Linked DNA regions of Pan troglodytes: all the other regions are linked to region 2. The links are chromatin contacts, called in public Hi-C and HiChIP or PLAC-seq maps. All regions are on one chromosome and are shown on one strand. Each heading gives the region's core, a stretch centred on a gene start, on an enhancer-like site or on the middle of the called end of the contact. The rest is flanking DNA. Distances are from core to core; before and after follow the strand shown. Region 1 holds the start of RDH14 (retinol dehydrogenase 14). Region 2 holds the start of OSR1 (odd-skipped related transcription factor 1). Region 3 overlaps LOC104004893 (a long non-coding RNA gene).

Region 1 (3,726 bases), core at 1,041-3,540, 790 kb before region 2:
GTCAAGCTGGGAACTGCCTCAGACAAACCTGCCTCCCATTTTATTCCTAAATAAGATAGCTACAAAGAAAAAGAAGCTACATATCACCCTCATAATTTGCCCACATGGGCCTCAAGATCTTTACCCTAAAACACTTCTGTTGAATTTCACCCTGGCAATGTATTCATAAATTGATAGCTCATCTTCACAAGTGCCAAACAAAAGACAGAACTCTAAAGTCATCCTTCTGCTCACCTGAGATAAATGCTTATCTGATTGCTGACTCTGCCGTATTGTTTATGTGAAAATGCAGACTCACTGAGCCAGTCTAAGACATAAGTGATTATTCCTCTATCCCTCCTGCACATGTAAATTGTATTCAGTAAAAGGCTTATCAAAGACCCAAAAGAATGCAACCTTTTGTCTCCCATCTACCTATGACCTGGAAGCCCCCACTTCGAGTTGTCCCACTTTTCCAGGAGAACCAATGTATACCTTACACATGTGATTGATGTCTCATGTCTCCCTAAAATGTATAAAACCAAGCTGTGCCCCGACCACCTTGGGCACATGTCCTCAGGACCGCCTGAGGTTCTGCCACGGGTGCATCCTTAACCTTGGCAAAATAAACTTTCTAAATAAATGAACTGGGAAATATTTCTGGCTTAAGGGCATCATGAAAAAATTACTGAGAAAATTTGGGAACCTCTTCTCTAGACTCAAGAGACTCCACGTCATATAGGCACCTTTCTTGTCCCAGCTAATTTTAAATTTCACTCTTCTGAACAAATGCCCTCTGAATGCCAGTTATCCCTGCAAGAAACTCTTCTACCTCAATCTCAACGGAGAACATCCACTTATGTGGAATTACTTACCATATGCACAAAGAAATCCTCACACCTCACTGCCAGGCAGCAGGAGGAAAGAACAAAGGTTAAAAGCAAGTGTTCTGGAGACAGACCACAAGCAAGTTTCTTAGCCTTCCTATGCCTCAGTTTCCTCGCGTTGTAAAATAGGGATGATAATAATGCCTACTCCACAGGGTTAGTTACTGTGTAGCTTCAATGACAGTTATAGGCAAGGACACTTCATTTTCATTTAAAACAAAAAGGAAAATCTGAAATGCTTGGCACAGCTCCTGGCATACAGATCTTCAATAATGCTGGGTATTATTTTTATTCCTGTCTCTGTATGGAGCATGACCACTGGGTTCCAAAATGTATTCTACTTGGAAATCAGGCCACAGTCCCGTTAAGGATGGTGCTGAGTTTACTGGTGGCAGCGAGCTCCTTACCCCAGCAGAAAAGGGGCAGAGGCCGGGGGAAGGAGAACTTTTTTTAAAGGACTGATATGAGGTCCTTAGCTGGCAACTTCCCCCAGTGCTCAGGGGTTCCGAAGACACAGCTTGGTGCAAATTCACTTCTGACACAGGAAAAACAATTCAGAGGCCATGGATCTACTCCGGGGCGGTCCTCACGTAACGAAATGAAACGTTCAGAAACTGGTTTATTTATTTTTCTCTTGGGCCCATTTCTTTTTCGACATCCTTGGAGGACAGAAGGCAGCCCTCCCAGTTAGTTTCTCTTTCCCTCTCAACCCTGCAGCTTCCCGGCCGCCTCAAAGTGGCTTTTTGGACTCCTCTCAGCCTCAGTGGTTCCCAAGGTGACACCCTGAACCCCAGGGCGGTCCCTCGCGGCTCAGCCCCAGCCCGCAGTCCCCTCCCACACCGTGCCCAGGCCCTCCCCACCAGCCCGGCCCCCCGAGGCCCACACCTGGAGCATTTCCTGGCAGAAGGCGCGCACCGAGCGCAGCGAGGCGAGGTCCAGCTCCCGGACTATGAGCTCGCCCACCCCGCTGACGCCGGGCTCTGGGCCGCACTCCGCGGCCTGGCGGAGCTCGCGGCGGAGCTGACCCGCCGCCTCCTCGGCGCGCGCGCGGTCCCGGCAGCCCATGATCACCCGCGCTCCCAGGCGCAGTAGCTCGGCGGCCGTGGCGCGGCCCAGGCCGCTGTTCGCCCCGGTGATCAGCACAGTCTTCCCGTGCATGAGGCCGGGGTCCCCGCCTCTGCGCAGCCGCTGGACCCTGGGCCCCACGAACCGGCGGGCCGCCAGCCACAGCGCCCCGCCCAGAGCGGCCAGTACTGCCGCCGCAGTGGCCACTGCCATCGTCAGGCCCGAGGGCCCACCGGCCCCTCCACGGGAGTTCCGGAGCCACCGCCTTGCCGGAACCCAAGAGACCACCTGTACGCGGAGAACGCTGGAGCGCGGCGGGTCGGCCCCTGACGGCGCGCGTGGGGCATGCTGGGACTTGTAGTTTCCCTCTGGGGGGCGCCTGATTGGTTGTGAGAGTTCAGCGCCCTGGGTCCGGCGCCCTCCGTGGAAGCTCCTCCCAGCCTAATGATGGAGGCTGGGCAACCAGCACAGTGTTCAGGGTGCTGGGTTTCATACGTATTGAAATCCCAGAGTAGTGGCGGACTTCCCCATGGGAATGTCTGATGAGTACTTTGAATCACAGATCTCTGTACAGGCCCTGTTACAAATGCCACTCCTCAGGGCATTTCGTGTGTTTTCCTTTGAGGGCTCCTGGGACTTGTAAATTCAGTTCAATTCACCTTCTGAGGAATGGGCCCTGACAAGCTGAAGTCTGAGGTAGGATTGTTTTTCATAGATGAGACAAAGAATTAAGCAACATGAATCAGTTGGAAATAGAATGGTCGAGTAGTTCTCAAACTTAAATGCACATCAGACTCACCTGGAGGACTTGGGGTGGGGGTTCAGGGTGGGGGAATGAAACAAAACGAAAACAAAAAACCAGGGCCCCAGTATTAGGGTTTCTAATTCAATAGGTACAGGATGGGGCCTGATAATTTGCACTTCTAACAAGTTCCCAGGTGCTGCTGCTGCTGCAGATCTGGGAACCACACTTTGAGAACCACTGAACAAGACATTATGTCATTGGTCCCTATTAAAAAAAAGAAAGCCATCTTCAAATGATCTTGACACTGGCAGAGGTACAGTGGGAAAAGCTTGGACTTATTGTAAATATAGGCTTCTGAGCAGGCCATTTACAAATGCCTCCCTGCCCTCTCCATAGGACTATTACACACAACGATGGAAGGCAAAGTGCTTGGCTCACTGTAAAATGCCTCATTAATATCAGGGTTAGTGTCACAGGGACCCTTCTTCAAGCTACAAACTTCATAGCTGTAGACCAAGCTACTTTTAAAGACTCATTCGTTCGTCTGCCTCTCCATCCAATATGTGCCTGGCCCTGCCTGTTCCCTGTTAGAGCCACAGAGAAATGGGACACCATTTCTGCTCTCAGAGTGCTTACTTTCTGGAGCTGTGATCTCCCACTTCCCACCCTCCACCCATTGCAGGTTCTCCAGACAAGGAAAAAGAACCACAGCTTGTGTAGTTTGAGACAAACTCCCCAATAATTGTGATAATCCATCTTCCACTCCCTTACATTTGGGAAGGATGTAACATGCAACTAATAGTCAGAATACAAAGAAAAAGGGATGGATTCCAGGAGGTTTCTTATGAGTAATGAGAATGGAGCTCAGAGGTGGGAAAGAGCACTCTTACTGGGGATTATACAAGGCACCAGGAACAGGAATCATGAGAGGTGGTCCTACACCACCCTATCCCCAATTTGAAGCTGCTACTCAAACTCATTGATCCCCCAGCATATGTTTCCACTTTATTGTCCTTTCTACCCATCCACATCTTGCCCATCCATCAAAAT
Region 2 (3,548 bases), core at 796-3,295:
CCAGGGCGAATACTTTCGATCTTTAAACACAGGATGGAAAACCCTTCCCCAGGCTAGGCACCCATTCCTCAAACAGCTTGGGCCTCAGGACCTGCGGGAAAGAATAAGGGGACCCGACCACGCACAGCAGACGCAATTCGCGCTCGGGATCCCGAGTCCCTGCGCAGTGCAGGCACTCGCGTCCCTCGCGCGGTGGAGCGCCAATCCCAGGTCTGCGGCCAGTCCTATGCTGGGCATTAATGAAGTGTGCAGAGTCTATTAAAGTGGTTTATTCGGGGCTAATTGAGCGTGAGCAAGTTAACTGCTTGCATTAATGAGGACGGGAGCGAACTCCACGAGCTTGCGCCTGGGGGAGCCCAGCAGCAACCCAAGAAAATCAGCCTTGACATCGAATCTCCAACGAGTGGTGACAGGCGTCCGGACCCCCGTGAAGAGGACTGACCGGCACCGGATACTTCTATAGCATTCTCCCAACAAACGAGATCTAACGAACCCATCGGCAAGACGGTCATCCGGCTGCACTTAAATGTCCGCTGCGTCCTCGGTGATCCATTCCCCAATCTTAATAAAACAGCAATTACCTCGAGGAGCCTGGGATGGAACATCTACACGCCGCCGGTCGCTGCTAGTCCCCTCCAGCGCTTCTCTTCCCTAGGGGGTTGTGAACCTGGGACACCTAGCCTTGCACGTGGTTTTGTTCCGCAGAGCCAATGCGCAGCTCTTAGCCTGGGTGAAATTTACCAAATTGTGGCAACAAAGAAACCCTCGCGGCTACTTTACACATTGAGAACCCAACCCGCTACTGCCTGAGCTGCTGAAAAAGGACTAAACGTGGTTTTTCATTCTTATCCGAGACATTTCCGAGGAGAAATTAGTTCAGCAGGCAGCCCTTCACCCCTTTCCCCCTTCTTTCTCTCCTGACGGCTGGATTAGCGGACAGTCAGGGGAGTAACAGAACTTTTCCTGTCCCCAGCCCGGAGACACTAGGGCTCCACAGAGTTTCCACTAGTGCTGTGTGTGGGTCTCGAATTGGAAAGCAGTGCTTGCGCCCACTGCATTGCCTCCCTGCACCAGGACAATCAAGGGTTCCGCTCCAGGCCTTGACGACACAGAGCAATCATCCTATGGAGAATATCCCTAAGTTAGAGCGCGAGTGCAAGGCGGGGTTCAGACTCGCGGCCCTGCGCTCTCGGGTCTAGTCGGCCTCATACTAGAGCGCAACTCCTCAAAAGACAAACTTGAACGAAAGCGCTACCGGGCTGGGGCATGCACCTGTCCCTGGCGCGGTCGGCTGCGGCTGTGGCCATTCACTCCCTCTCCCTTCCTTCTTCGTCAGCCTAGGCGTCAGCCAGAGCTAGGAGCGCGTCTCAGGAAAGTTTGTGCCCGCTGAAGTTGCTCTGGTTTCTTAAAGGGGGCCCACAGATTGACTTTCAAAGTCCGTGGGCACCTCGCCCGTAATTCCGCAGAGCCGGGCGGGCTGGCGGCAGTAGCGGAGGCCCGCCCCCCTTAATCCCCAGCGGTCAGAGGCCGAGGACCCCGCGCAGGAAGTCCTGAGGCAGCACCCCCAACCACCCTGCTCTCACTTTCACAAAAGTCCTGCAGCATTCGTTTGGCAAGAGCTTCCTTCAGGGGCATTGAGAGAGAGGAGGCACCCGCCGCGCAGTGACAAGGAACCTGGGAGTCCTGCCCGCATTCGCTTTGCTGAGCCCAGGCGCCCAGGACTGCAATTACCTTGTTCCGCAGAGGTCCTGGGGCTGAGCACGTCTCTGGGGCTTTAGCTGAAGGGGACTGGGGAAGCCGGAGGCGCTGGAGCCCACAGGCGCCCCTGGAGCTCTAGTGTCCCGACTCCTCTCCTGCCGCGGGGACTCCAAGCGCCGGACACGCGGGAGCGAGCGCTCAGCAGCCCCGGATCCTGCACGCCGGGGACGGTGAGCCTCGCTCGCTGCTCCCTCGCTGGGTCTGAACCAGGAGCAGCTGAGAACGTGCCGGGGAGAGGCCGAGCTCCGACTCACTCATCCCTTAGCACCGAGCCGCCTACTTATTTTAATCCACCACCCTCCCTCCTCCACCACCCCCACCCCCGCCCCTTGCCTCAGGATTCCTCCCCTCCCTCCCCTGCCCCCCAACCCTGCCCTGCGCCTGCGCAATGAAAGACAAAGTTTTTGCTGACCCGGGCAGCAGACTTTGGCAGCTGCTCTCGCTTGGACCCGGCCTCTCCCAACCTGCGTCCCCTCCTCTTCAGTCCCGCGCGACCCCTTCTGCCCTTTTAGTTCCAGAGCGGCACGCCTGGCGCACTGGAGGAAACGGTCCCTAGCAGATGAGAGCGGGCTGGCACCGCACGTTTCGAGGTCCTATACTTGGGCTCCTAGGACACAGCCCGTGCTCTTTGGGAGGAGGGAGGGAGGGGCAGTAGCTCTGTGCACCGGGATCCCCACACCGCGGCTTGGGTTTCAACGCACTTTGGCGCCTGACAGAGTCGCATCTCCTCCCAGAATCTCTTTCCAGAGGCGGCAGACCCCGAGTGTGGAGCAGCTCCTGGATATCCAAGCGTGCTCGGGGCCAGGGTGTTAACCCAGGCAGCGCTGGTTAATTCCTGGTGCGGGAGGGCCAGGGTCACCGAAGCAAGCGAGCTGTAACATCTGAGTGCTTATGGTTGACCCCAGACCCTAAGTTCTGGAGTCCAGTAGAAAGAACAAAGAGTAGGGAAAGGAGGTCAGGAAAGTTATTTTCCTGGGGCCCAGAACTCTCTGAGATTTCACCCCAATGCACAGTGGCACTCTCTACTTACATATTTGTTTTAGGATGGATCAGAGTTTAGAGAGCCGCACTGGCAAGCTAGACGAGCTGCAAAGTTGTCAGTTCCAGGGCCTCTGAGTCAAGGAGCTGGTTCAGGTGGAGTTTTTAATCGGAAAGGAATCAGAGTTCTGGACATTAAAAATTCTATCTTCATTGCCTAGGCATTATGGAGGGTACCATCACCCCCTTGACTACCCATCTCTGAAAGCTGACCTCCGGCTGACCCCAGCCCAATCCCTCCCTAATGCCTTTCTGGAATACCCTTCCAGGCCTTGGGTTTGGCAAGGAGGAGTCACTGGTTTCCTGGGACTTGTGTGGGTCCAGATCACACAACTGCACTCTCTGCCTTTGCCCCAGAGTTGCTGCTGAGAGACTCTTGGAGCTGGATCCTAGATTCCGTGGGTCCCTAAGTACTGTACTGCTTCTCTCCTGAGGAGCTTCTGCTATCTCCAGCTTTGGTTTGCAAAGCTAATCTGATTTTCTTGGGAGGTGAAGAAGGTTGTAATACCTGACCTAGGGAGATGGTAATGGAGACTCCCCTCCCTCAAAGGCATAGTTGAAAGAGGGTTTCCTTATATCCCCAGGCCTTTAGAACAGAATCTAGCCTCTTACCCCTGGGTAACTTCGTCTTGTTTGAGGAGGAGTAAGAGGGGGTGCAATCTTTGCTCCAACGAACAGCTCTTACCCAGTGCTTCAGGTTAGTGCAGAAGTAAGAGATTCACATAAGTTTGTCCATGCTCCTGGAATCTTAG
Region 3 (3,668 bases), core at 952-3,451, 830 kb before region 2:
GATTAACCATAAGTAGTGGGATAGTAAGTGTGAGCCAAGCTTCCAAATAAACACATCAGAGACTTGGGCTAAAAAAAGACAGAACACAAATAACCTCCTCTTGATGTGCCTACAGTTTCATTTAACTGTTCCCAGGTCATGAACTAATTTACCAAAAAGAGGTTAACTCCAGTGCAACCAAACGGCATTTCAGGAAGCAGGTTTTGTGCATATCGCCTGTGGAAGCGGGGCCACTTGAACCCCATCTGTGAAATGCCTCTCGGATGAGCACTTTTTCAAACTCTTTAGTGTATTCTTTTTCAGTGAATGGGTAATGCGTTAGGACATTGGAGAATACAGGCCTTAAGAAACATGAGCTTGGCTTCTTCCCAAGTATTGATGTCTCCAAACCAAAGAATTAGCCTAAATAAATTTGTTTTGAGTGACTGTGTGACCTCGAACAGCCTACTTTCCCTTGGTCAGCTAGATGTGTTTCCTACAAACTGAAGAGCTTAGATGAGCTGCTCTTTCAAGTCCCTTCCAGGACACAGAGGCCCTTCCCAAGAACTCAACACAGGAAAGCTGGCCTCTGCCCCCAGAAGCTTCCAGGCGAAGGAGAACAGTCAAGGAGCCAAAGTCCTAGGTGCTCCGCTGGAGGGTGACTTCCACTCACACCAATCTTCCAAAACCTAGGGACTTGGGACCGAGCAGCGGCATTATATCATTTCCAGGCAAAGCCCAAGTTCTGTCTTCAGTACACACGGTCTCTTTTCGCATTTTGCGCAACATCATTTGCTGCTTCATCTGACCTAACTCAGTGAGTTTCTTGATTTTAATGTGTGTAGAAATTACTTATTGGAGAATTTTATTAAACATGCACATTCTTAAGCCTGGCGTCCAGTGATCCTCTTTTGGGAGGCCTGGGCAAGGGCCACGACGTAGGCACGCTTCACAGGCACCCAAAAGATTCCCATGCAGCAGTGACCCATGAAACATGCTTTGAGGAACACTCATCTGATGGTTCTGGAGTGGGGTTGGTCTCCCTCACAGACTCAGGCTCCTGGGAGCCAGGGACTCATTTGACATTGCAATGAAACAGAGAACATGGAAAGGGACATGCCATGTAGTCAATCCAAATTGGATGAGTAAGTGAATCAATGAATGACTAAGGCACATGCAATACGGAAGGTCATTGTCACCATGAACTGAGACTTTCCGGCAGTGTTGGAGAAGGTAAGGGGAGTGGGAGACGTGGTACAAGACAGGCTTCAAAGCTGGGTCTCTGATGGGTCACCAGAAACAGTAGGGTCCTTGTAAGGCAATGCTTCTTCTCTAGCAGACACATTTATCCAGAGGGAGTCTGTCAGCCTCCATGATATTTTAAGCTGCATCCCTCAAAATGTCATAAAGGAGGATTAAAGTATAAATGATTGTCAGTTCACTCCTGTCCTCCTGGTACTGCGCTGAGCATCTCAGGCTGTTTGGAAGACAGGGGCAGCAAGGGAGGGGAGGAGCAGGGGAGGGCCTTAAAATGTGACTGAACAGAGCCTGCAGAGAATGAGGAGCTCTGGTGTGTCTTGCGGGGCTAACGCAGTTCACAGGCTGCTACTTTTTTGTGACATAGCTTTTATGGGGGGAGAGCCAGAATATTAAGCTCATTGCTTCCAGATGGGAAGGTTGGACAAGACAGAGAGGCTTTGGCTCCGAAAGCTTGGACGCTGTGGTGCGATATGGATGTGACATATTGAAGTAATCGAGATAGAAGATCTGGCTTTAGCCAAGGCTGTCAGATAGATACTTTTTAAAACATTACATGGTTTGTAACAAGGTATTGTGTATCCTCACAGAAACCCTGCCGCCTAGGTCTCTGGGAAGGCAGTGGGGGGAAAAGTGTGCTTATTTTGCTTGAGTTACTAAAGCTCCTTTTATATATGAGGAATTTGGCATCTCCTGGCTGGGAACGGCTGAGCCAACAGTGTCCGATGCACTTGTAATGTAGATCATGCTAGTGACTTGCTAAGTGAGTCCAGGTGTTTGCATAAGAGGCAGGGTCCTAAGCACCTCCTTATTTGAGCCCCGAAGCAATCATGGCCCAGTGCCTCAAATGAGCCTCAAATCTGTTTAATAAATCATCCTTCTATTTATAGAGTTAATCCAGGGAGAAAGCCTCCGTGTTGTCTGGTGGGGCATGTGCCACCAGAGGGCGCCCGATGTCTGCCTCATTCCATCAGAGTGGCTCTCTTGCTGTATCAGGGGTTTTGCCTCCCCTGCAAGCTCCTTTATCCAGTCCTTTCCTTCCTAAGCTTTCAGGCCCTGGATGGCATACCTATGGATCAAAGCCAGGTGGGGCAGGGAGAACCCCCAGACCCTTTCACGAGGGACCCTTTCTCCTCCAGTGTCTTCAGTGAGAACTTCCCTCTGGGCCAGCCTGCCCATGCACGCTATGGAAAGGGAGAGAAGGCCCTGCCTCATTTGGAAATCCTGAGTTTGCAATGTGCTGGTTTACTTGCAATTCTCATGTTCAGAGAGAGTGGGCCCCTTCCCTGGCTAACTTCACACCTGAGAACATGTCGGGGCATCCCTGCGGACCCAGTGTCTGCTTCACATTTCAAAGGCTGGGAACTGTTAAGCTTGTATTTTGATTAAAATTTTGTATTAGCGCCCCCCCCCCTTCAATGTAATTTCAGGATATTTAATTTCAACCAATCATCTGAAGGAAAGTGGGGGGAGGAGGTATCTGATGTGAAACAGCACACGGGGAAAGCCAGCCAAGTTAGAAAATAGAGCAGCTCGGGGCTGTGTCGATGTGACAACTGAAGTCTCTTTTGTTCTCTCAGGCAGGGTCTGAAACCAAAGCCCCTCAAGGACAGGAGATCTACCTCTGGGCTTGGAATCAAGAGGACCAGTCCTTTTGGGAGGCCTCCCTGCTACCTTTGGGGCCTTTGGCAAGTCCCTGAAAGTTTCCAGGTTTCAGCCACCTATTTGGGCTCTGGGGAGAGGAATGCCTACCATTTGCCTCTGGCTCTGGGATTTTAAAAGGAAAAACAGCAGAGTCTTTGGAAAAACCAATCTCTGAAGACCCAGGGTGAACATTAGTTACAACACCCTAGCTTCAAGGTGATGTAAACTTCAGGTACGGAGGTTACACTCAGAGGAATAAAGGAGCATTCGTCAAACATGAGCTCCCCTCGATTGTGGTCTAGGGTGGAGACTAGTTATTCAAGTGTGTGTGGGCCCAGGCAGGCAATGAAAATGTAATTATGGGGGAACGCCCGGCTCAGAACAGGCGTAGAGTAAATAGTTGTTGTTGACTGACTGAAGGAATAAAAGTGGGTCTGATATAAGACAATAGGGAATGGTACAAACCTTGTCAAACTGGAAGGTACATGACTTGAATTTGATGTTCAAACTATTGCTTTTTAAAACACTAGTTTAAACATCTTCTGGCCCTAGAGCTACCAATTTGTATCTCTGTATCCACTTTTATATATTTTAGGCCCATTTAAAAGACCAGGAAAGGAGGAAAATAAATCTAGCAGTATAGGACGTTCTTAATCTTGTCAGTTAACCCTAATTTTAACACCCCATCTCTGTTTGTCATTCTACTTAACCACTTTGGATTAAGCAAATTCAGTCACTTTGGAAATAGTACATGTGGATGGTACCTTATAGGATGAAGGACCGTAACA

The links. Hi-C and Micro-C count contacts between places; a contact is called where the count stands out from the background. HiChIP or PLAC-seq counts read pairs in DNA pulled down with a chosen protein or histone mark.
Region 1: an H3K4me3 HiChIP or PLAC-seq map of stem cell-derived excitatory neurons shows a contact between it and region 2, with 19 times the contacts expected there. The contact joins the promoter of RDH14 here to the promoter of OSR1 in region 2.
Region 3: a contact with region 2 is called in a Hi-C map of induced pluripotent stem cells, with 4 times the contacts expected there. The contact joins the enhancer-like site here to the promoter of OSR1 in region 2. A contact is called at or near these places in 4 of 7 Hi-C or Micro-C datasets (blood, induced pluripotent stem cells and stem cell-derived neural progenitor cells), 1 of 1 datasets of contacts at active chromatin or transcription factors (stem cell-derived excitatory neurons) and 1 of 1 other capture datasets (stem cell-derived neural stem cells).

Annotation. Positions count from the first base shown.
Region 1 is chr12:104,314,466-104,318,191 of NHGRI_mPanTro3-v2.0_pri, reverse strand. It overlaps RDH14 (retinol dehydrogenase 14), which reads right to left and starts at 2,290. Exons shown (of 2, transcript XM_003308897.6): 1 at 1,752-2,290. The coding sequence starts at 2,144.
Region 2 is chr12:103,521,606-103,525,153 of NHGRI_mPanTro3-v2.0_pri, reverse strand. OSR1 (odd-skipped related transcription factor 1) reads right to left here and starts at 2,045. Exons shown (of 5, transcript XM_001137836.6): 1 at 1,732-2,045.
Region 3 is chr12:104,354,519-104,358,186 of NHGRI_mPanTro3-v2.0_pri, reverse strand. LOC104004893 (a long non-coding RNA gene) reads left to right here. Exons shown (of 12, transcript XR_010149624.1): 12 at 1-188. Among named protein-coding and RNA genes, the nearest start is that of RDH14, 40 kb to the right of the region's middle. Within about 2 kb of position 2,201, at least 3 of the 24 cell types and tissues checked have an H3K27ac peak or open chromatin away from gene starts, as enhancers often do. A contact at or near this core is called in induced pluripotent stem cells and stem cell-derived neural stem cells, where this site is marked.